3 separate regions of the Mus musculus genome follow, and regions 1 and 3 are each linked to region 2. A link is a contact called in public Hi-C data. All regions are on one chromosome and are shown on one strand. Each heading gives the region's core, a stretch centred on a gene start, on an enhancer-like site or on the middle of the called end of the contact. The rest is flanking DNA. Distances are from core to core; before and after follow the strand shown.

The links. A called contact is a pair of places that touch in the nucleus more often than the background predicts.
Region 1: a Hi-C map of B cells shows a contact between it and region 2, with 9 read pairs. The contact joins the enhancer-like site here to the promoter of Cmtm7 in region 2. A contact is called at or near these places in 2 of 39 promoter capture datasets (cranial neural crest and pre-B cells) and 1 of 484 Hi-C or Micro-C datasets (B cells).
Region 3: a contact with region 2 is called in a Hi-C map of Th1 cells, with 2.5 times the contacts expected there. The contact joins the promoter of Stt3b here to the promoter of Cmtm7 in region 2. A contact is called at or near these places in 7 of 39 promoter capture datasets (the 3T3-L1 cell line, the HPC-7 cell line, cranial neural crest and 4 more), 1 of 15 datasets of contacts at CTCF or cohesin (the NIH/3T3 cell line), 9 of 484 Hi-C or Micro-C datasets (the G1E-ER4 cell line, the N1E-115 cell line, Th1 cells and 2 more), 18 of 115 datasets of contacts at active chromatin or transcription factors (the 230-238 cell line, the NIH/3T3 cell line, the SCID.adh cell line and 14 more) and 1 of 9 other capture datasets (adipose tissue).

Annotation. Positions count from the first base shown.
Region 1 is chr9:115,491,537-115,494,236 of GRCm38.p6, forward strand. The region is part of intron 2 of Gm39447 (a long non-coding RNA gene); the gene reads left to right. Among named protein-coding and RNA genes, the nearest start is that of Gm39447, 42 kb to the left of the region's middle. Within about 2 kb of position 1,330, at least 37 of the 459 cell types and tissues checked have an H3K27ac peak or open chromatin away from gene starts, as enhancers often do. A contact at or near this core is called in B cells, where this site is marked.
Region 2 is chr9:114,780,573-114,783,272 of GRCm38.p6, forward strand. It overlaps Cmtm7 (CKLF-like MARVEL transmembrane domain containing 7), which reads right to left and starts at 1,421. Exons shown (of 5, transcript NM_133978.2): 1 at 1,096-1,421. The coding sequence starts at 1,230. It overlaps Gm9888 (a long non-coding RNA gene), which reads left to right. Exons shown (of 3, transcript XR_003948087.1): 3 at 726-1,100.
Region 3 is chr9:115,309,096-115,311,795 of GRCm38.p6, forward strand. Stt3b (STT3, subunit of the oligosaccharyltransferase complex, homolog B (S. cerevisiae)) reads right to left here and starts at 1,373. Exons shown (of 16, transcript NM_024222.3): 1 at 657-1,373. The coding sequence starts at 961.

The DNA of each region.
Region 1 (2,700 bases), core at 80-2,579, 710 kb after region 2:
ATGGACTGACACCTATGAAGGTGGGAACCAGGACAAGCCAGTCCTCTGTAACCTGTTTTCTAGGCTGTTGCCCTCGTAGTGGGGGATGGCTAACTAACTGGGAGGGAGCTCTGCTTTATAGGAGGAGAATCAGAGTAGGAGTGAAGCAGGGGCATCCTGGGAAGCCATGCGAGGAGCTCCTAGGGAGACTGTCATGTATTGTAGAGTCACTGTGACATTTGTTGTGCTGATAAAAGCTTTCATTTGAGTATACCGGGTAAAACACAATCTGAGAGCCATCTCAGCTTCATCCCTATTATAATCGGATATTTTGGATATTTTAAAGCATTTGCTTCTAAGTTGTTTTCTTCTACCTCACACAAATCTATTCTCCCCCCCACTCTTACCCCCACCCCCCGCTCCCAGTTTTAAATCTCTCCCACCCCATACAGTATTCCAGGCTCTAAACTGCTTCTTTCATTTAAAAACTATCTCTCATTATTTTGAGTTCTGAATTATACATATATTTTGCTTTTAATAACTTCCTGTTGAGTGATTGAGGTCTGACTGCCCAGAGTCGTTTATGTTTCCTATTATTTGTGGAGGTTTCCTGCATGCACAGAAGACACATTTCCGATAAGTGTCAAGAGAAGGAGTTTAATTTGGCAAATATTTATGGAGTGCTAGCTTTGTTCTGGCTGGGGCAGTGGCTCACAGGAAGCCGGCTGTAGTAAATGGGTTAAAACACAGTGCCGAATAATCACTGTACTTATGGAACAAGGCAAAGCTAAGACACACACATCTAAAAAGCTATGAGAAACAGAATCTGAATTTTTTTTGAGATGATAAAGTGTTGAATTAGCCATTCTCCAACTATTGGAATTTACAGCTTATATTATGTCTGACTAGTATTTAAATTTTTTTTCATATTGGGGAAGCATCTTCTTTTCAGAGTTTTAGAGATAGAAATGTCCTTATTTGGTTGGGGCTATGAGTCTAGAGCTCCTGGGACCTATGCTCATCTTAATTGCAAAGCAGCTAACTGGTTACACCGTGTTCCTCCACATGTCACCCATTTCAGCACAGTTTGTGGGAAAGTGATGTGGGCGACTTCCCTATTTCACAGAGAAGAAAGCTAAAGCTTAGAGATCTTAGGTGGCTTGTAATAGCTTGAAAGGATGGTGTTGTTTCAGATTAGCACCAAAAGGAAAGACCAACTATCGTCCATGGGAAGTACTAGAGATATCAGAGAGGCCATGGTGGTGGCGGTGGGTATTGGAGGAGGCAGGAACAGCAGGAAAGACCGTATCAGGACATTAGTGTCACCTTTACTGGGCTTGATCAGGGGACAGGATGTGGACACTTGGCTCAGAGATAAAGAAGGATGTGGAGAACACTCAGAGCATGAACTTGCAAATGAATATGACTATGTCTTTTGAAGTTACCCCCTGGCTCAGCGGTCCTTGGACTTACCTCTTGTCCTTATGCAGTAGTATGATTCAGAAAGAAGAACAGAAAGTGATTGGTGAGAGGTGACATGGGTCTTCTTTGCAGTGAAGGAGCCATCACCCAGAGTGTTCTTGGTCCCTGTCTTCATTCTCTTTTCCTCTGGTTTCACCCTTGTGTCCAGGAAGCCTTTTGTTAATTCAGGATAGAATTGTCTCTGCCTTTTCCTTCCCCGAAGTCTCCATCAGTGACTCTGTAGCCTTAAAAGAGGATCCCCAACACTCAAGTGATGGCAAACCCCAAATGTACCCGGATCCATTGAATGTTTGTTTTGTTTGATGGTGGCATATTGATTGGTGCTCTAAGATCAGATTGTTACTGAAGATATTTGGGCCACAGTTTGAGATGGGTTTATCCACTCCTTCTTAACCAATTAGGCCAATTAGAGGAACAAACTAGACTGAAAAGCAGAGAAAAGAGATTATTCACTGTAGCCACACTGGGAAGATGGAGCGAGAAAGAGATCCAGAGATGAACCCTAAATCCCTTCTTTTGGGGCCTGATGCAAGGCTTGTGTCTCAATGGAAAAAATGGAGGTTTTCATAAATAAGTCCTGGTCAGGTGCGGTTCCTACCCATTATTGCTGTCTTGATTCCAAATCCTCCCTCAAGGTGGTCTGACTGTGTGAAATCTCTTCCTGAGAGAATAGCTCCCCACCTGGCTAACATCATGTTTTAGTCTTTTCCTGTTGTCCACATGAGATGTTTTGAGGAAAATTCCCATTTCTGGGGCCACTCTTTCAGTACTGTAATAGTCGATGAGCAGGATACAGGGATCTCCTGGGAATAGCTTCGTTCCTAGGGTGAAGGTAATAGGAGCTGGACTGTCTCAATGCCCTTTCCAGCTTCAGCAAGTCAGACTGAAGTACAAGGATGAGCCTGGATACAGGCTTAGAAGCCTGGGTACAGGCTCAGAAGTGAGCCAGCTTAGCATATATGCCAGTCCCTTCTGCTCTTCCATCTGGCTGCTTAACATGCAGGATCTAGCTGCATCCATCCATTCATCTATCCATTCATGCAAACAACCTCTGATGCAATGAAAAATCATTCAGAAACTACAGTATTTCAGGATTTCTAGCTTTTCAAAAGTAGTCAGCCCACTGCCCCTTGTGAGATGAATTGTTGGCAAGCAAATGGGATCTGAGATCTTCAACAGGAAGACTGGCTTGCCTGTACTTCCTAAGACCCAGCATTTCTGTCTACTTTTCTATTCTGA
Region 2 (2,700 bases), core at 171-2,670:
CTGGGTCCCACACACCATCCACTCAAATCCAAGACTGCTTAGCACCAGACCTTTTTAGTTCCGTATTAAAACTGCCTGTGTCCCAATCTTGGTCCATTTAGGCACCCTTCTCAGGAGAGGCGGAACGTCTTCCTCCCACCTTTCTACACTCTAGGCATCCAAAATAACGGTTATGGAAGGCACAAAGCTCTGGCCCTGTACCAGCCCCGGGGGGGGGGGGTCGGGGAGGGGGGAGGCTGCTCCAGCTTCGCTGGCAGGTCCCAGCTTCCGGGTCTGTGACCTTGCACTGGGGTCCCTACATCTCTCCGCAGCTTTCTACAAACCACCACTCCCCTCTCCACCCATGATAAGTAGGGAATTCAAACGGCCCAGCCCAGTTTCAAAACACACCACACAAACAGAAAAGGTATTGTAGACGAGACATTTGCACAGAGGTTGAAAAACAAAAACGGGAGGGAAAAAAGAAGGGTGGGTAGAGAGCGAACAGGATCAGGCCTGGTAAACTTCTGGTCGGGCCAGAAGCTTTTGTGCAGCTCTGGTCACAGTAACAGCCGGCTGCTCGCCTTGCCCTGCCTGGCTCCAAGCGAGCACCAGAAGCCCCCTAGCCACAAGCCTGCCTAGTTAACCTAGTTAACTAGTTCTGCCTTCTGAGGCGCCTCGGAAGGCTGACAGGGCGCAGGGGACCTGGCGATGGTCTGAAAGGCGGCGCTTCTCCCGATCCCCAGCAGAGATTCGAAAGTCAAGCCGAGCCCTCTTGTCGCCGAGCTCTACCCTCTCGGGCGGGAGCCCGTGCGCGGCCTGGAGATGGCAGGGGATAGCAGGAGACTCTCCCTCCCCCAGCCCGGGTGCGAGACGTGCGGCCTGGAGAAGAGGAAGGAAGACGAGGAGGAACTCGCACCCCGGGTTTCGGTGGGGAAGTGAGCTGGGCCCGGTAGGGAGGCAGCTGGAGAAGTGAGGGGGCCAGGGATCCTGTCGGCTGTTCCCGGAACTTTCTAGGGGGACACTGGGGCATCAAAGGGGCGCGCGGTGCTCCCAAGGTCCGGGCCAGGTGCAGCCCCGTGTACGGGTCCCCAGGTTCCACTCCACTCTTCTTACCATCTGCGCCACTTTGAACAGGGCGCCGTGGGTGAGCGGGTACACCCGGTCCAGCAGTCCCTCCGAGGGCTGGCCTGGCCCCAGCGCGCCGCCGCTGCTGCACGTGGTCCGGACGAGCCCCGATCCATGAGACATCGCGCGACCCAGCCCGGGCTGGCCGCCTCCGAGGCCCGGGGACCTCTGGCCGGTGAAGCTGGGACGGGACGGGGCGGAGCCTCAGGGGCGGGGCGCACGGCTCCCTCTTCCCAGCTGCGGCCGGACCCGGAGAGGACTCGGGAGCAGATGCCCCGCAAGCCCCTGCCCTCTAGACACGCGGAAGTTGGACTGGCGTGGGCAGGAAACCGGACGCCTGGGGCCCTGGCCTCTCCCAGGAGCGCACCGCCCAGGTCACAGCTGGTGATGAGCCTCCAGGGATTTTTTGTGTGGGTGCGGCTGCTACTAGGTACTGACACGAGTAGGGGGAAATGCCCTGAGCATACCGTGCTGCGCTGTTCATTTCTGCTTCTGTGTGTGTGCACGGGGCACGCACCTGTGCCACCATCACCTACAGCAATAAAAACAGGTCCATCGCCTCAGGACCTTCCTCCCCCACCCTCCCACCATTCTGCTTTCTTTCTTATTATTTTTTTTTGTTGTTGTTATTTTTGCCTTTTTTTCTTTCTTTCTAAAAACATACTCTCTCTTGCCAGAGTTGGGTAGCACTTATTTTTAATTCCAGCACTAGGAAGGCAGAGGCAGGAGGATCTCTGTGAGTTCGAGGTCAACCTAGTCTACATAGTGAGCCCCAGGACAGCCAGGACTACACAGAGAGATCCTGCCTCAAAAACAAACAAAACAAACAAACAAGCCAGGCTCTCAGTGTGTACCACTGGCTAACCTGGAACTCCTGTATAAACCCAGCTAGCCTCAAACTCGCAGGTATTCTCCTTGCCTCTGCTTCCCGGGTGCTGGAATGATACCATACCCAACCGAGGTGACTCTAGGCACTGTCAAAGTCGACAGTTAAAGCTAATCAGGACACCACTCTCAGCATCGCAGTACATCTTTTTAAGTATGTATGTGTGTGTGTGTGTGTGTGTGTGTGTGTGTGTGTGTATACAGAGGCCAGTGGAGGATGTCTAGTGTCCTGCTCTGTCACTCTGTCTACCTTACTCTTCGGTGAAGAGAGATTCGTCTATCTCAGGACATAGAAAATGTCTGATAAAAGCAGCCTAAGAAAAGAGGAGAGATTCTTTTGTCTCATGATGGAATGTTTACTTTTCTTTTCCTGGTCTGTTATTGGACCTGGGGTGAATAGAAGTTTGTTTGTCTCAGTGTTAGAAGTCAAACAACACCAGGTTAGTCCTAATTTATGCTCCCTGCCCACACGCAGGGTTTCTCTGTATATTACTGGCTGTCCTGGAACTCACTCTGGAATCCAGGCTGGCCTCAAACTCAGAGATCTGTCTGCCTCTGCCTCCCCAGTACTGGGGTTAAAAGCGTGTGCCACTACTGCCTAAGACTTTTTTTTTTAAATAGATTCTTTGATTTTTTTTTTAACTTAGTGAATTTATTTTATGTGTATGGGTGTTCTGCCCACATCTAGCTCTGTGCGCCATGTGTGTG
Region 3 (2,700 bases), core at 123-2,622, 530 kb after region 2:
GACCTTCCAGCAGACACCAATAAAAGAACTCATGCAACCCAGTCGGATATTGTAGCAACAACGAGGGTGAGAGTTCAGCTAACAGAAAAACGATCTCGCTCTAAAAAGCAACGCAATACAACTGTGCAAATAGTGTGGCGAGCTGAGAGCACTTAAGGGCCTTAGGGGGGAAAGAGACACTCCGGAAAATACCTGGTGCTGGAAAAACACGAGGCGCTACCACTGCGCTCGCTTTCGGGATAATATTTTCCCCCCCTACATTCTAACACTCCACTCTCCCGGAAAGAAAGCATGAAACTGCGAGGCTGAGCGGACAAGGGGTTCCAGTCACCACCAGCAGCCAGAAGGCAATCCCGGGGCTGCTCCGATGGCAGGAAGGAGAGAAATGAAATAAAATGCAACAAGGCGCAAAGCTGCGGCGGAGAGGGCGTGGGGAAGGGGGCCCCCGGAGCAAGCCGGGGCGCGGCGGCGAAGAGGCGCCGCGCGGAGCCGGCCCACCCCGGCGGCCGAGGACCCAGGCTCCGCTCCCAGGCAAACTTCGCCAAGCGGGCAGGGGGCGCGCCCGGCCCGGCCCGCGGGAGACCGGGTGGGATCCGAGGGGCTCCAGACAAACGGGGACCGCGGGCTGCCTGCGGGGGAAGGGCGGGCACACTCACCACGGGTCGAACTCGTGGATGATGCTCTCGAAGCGGATGACGGCGAAGAGGCGCGAGCTGAAGCCGGCCAGCCAGGCCAGGAAGAGGATGGTGAAGGAGAGCAACGACTGCCACCCGGCCGGCTGCGACAAGCCCCCGGACAGCCCCGCGGGGGGCCCCGGCTTCGGCGCCGCCGCCCTGGACGCGCTCTGGGTTCCGGGCCCATGGTGCCCGTGGCGGCTGTTCCCCAGAGCCATGAGGCCGCTCCACGGGGACGAGTTGAGGGACGACTTGTGCTTGCTCTCCGGGGCCGAGGGCTCCGCCATGTTGTGCCCCGGCGGCGGGTCTCGCTCGTCCTCCGCGGCCACCGCCGCCGCCTGGAGCGAGGGGTGCTGGGCGGAGACCCAGAGGAGGAGGAGGAGGGCGACGGCGACGACAACGAGGAGGAGGAGGAGGCGGAGGCGGAGGAAGAGCTGGGCGCGCTCCCGCCCTCAGCACCGCGAGGCCGGGACACTGGGGGTGGTGGAGGCGGCAGCGATCCGAAGTCTCCGCCTCAACAGTGGCCGCGACCGTCGCGGTCTCAACCCAAAAGGCCCCTGCGCCCCACTAGCCATCCGTGTCCCCCGTGCGGCTGAGGAGGCGGCGGTGGCGGCGAGAGCCGACGGGACGAGGGCGCCAGAGGAGCGGCGGCTCGGAGCGGCAATGACATTCCCCCGCCCGCCCAGCCGCGAGGAGCACAAAAGGGGAGGAGCCCCCTGGAGTCCGGGCGGAGCTCAGGCAACCTTTGACTCCGCCCCCTCGCCCAACAGGAACTGGCCCCTCCGCCTGTCACAGAGCGACAGGTCCGTTAAGGGGCGGGGCCGGAATGGCGGCGTGCGCCAATAGGAGCGCGAGCGGGGCCTTGGGCGGGGCTTCGGCTGAATGGCCCTCCACCCCCTCCGCCTCGCGGCCTCCCGCCTATTCGCCGCCGGCCGTGGCTACGATTTCATTGTCAGTTGAAAGACGCGGTTTCGCGCGCGAGCCCGTTCGGGGCCCTGGGGAAGGGCACCAGGAGGTTCGGCTCGCTTCCCCGCGCGGATTCCGACTCGAGCAGCAGAAGGTCCCACGTCCCAGTCGACCGAAGGAACAGAGAGCACGGCTTGGCCGGGTGCTCGGCGGCCGTGACTTTTAACCCGCTCAGCGCGGGGCGCCCGCCACGTGACGGGGCGCGCAGGCGCGGTGCGGGGCCCTAGGCGCGTGGGTCCAGCCGCTGTGCTGAACGTGCCAGAGTGAGTGGCTGGGTCGCTACATTCTCTGTCCCCGCCCTGCTGCTCTGAAAACTTGGAGTGGGCAGATGTCGTCCGAGCTGCAGTAAGATGTAGCCAGGCGGACACACACATAAATGTCACATTCTTTTTGCTGTGTTCTCCAGGACTTTTTTTTTTTTTTTTTTTTTTTGCAGCTCAATCTTTTGACTGCAAGAATTCATTATTTACACCTGCCTACGTTCCGTCACCAAATTAACTTTTCCTGGACTGTATTAGCTATTGCCCAATTTTCACTCTAGCCAACTGAAACGTAGGAACTTTTCCTTGTCTGGGGCAGTTTGCTTGTACCTTCTCCTTCCTCCACAACTAGCTCCGCCCATCCCCAAAAGGACAAAAGTCAGAACTAAAGATCCGGAGGGTCATTGCAGTGTTAGAAGCCCTCTTGGCAGGTACAGAGGTTAATGTAGAAACAAGGGCCGGCTAATATTTCACTGGTTTCTCGTGTACATTCACAACTGTCCATCTTGTTAGGGAACACCAGAATCTTTAAAATGTGTGTAAAGATTAAGTCCTGTAAATTTGCAAAATAAAATTATGTTCCGTTGCTCATTGTCAAAGGTTAGGTAAATGAACAAATGTACCTAACTAATAGGCTCAGCCACTCCCAACCTGGTGATTAACTTTGCCGGTTTCCTTATAAAAATAAATAGACTCTCATCAGGGAAAATGAACAGCTTCCATAAATAGACCTCCTCACCACCATTTTAATATCCAACATTTATTAAACATGTAAATTTTAATGAGATTCATAGTGGAAT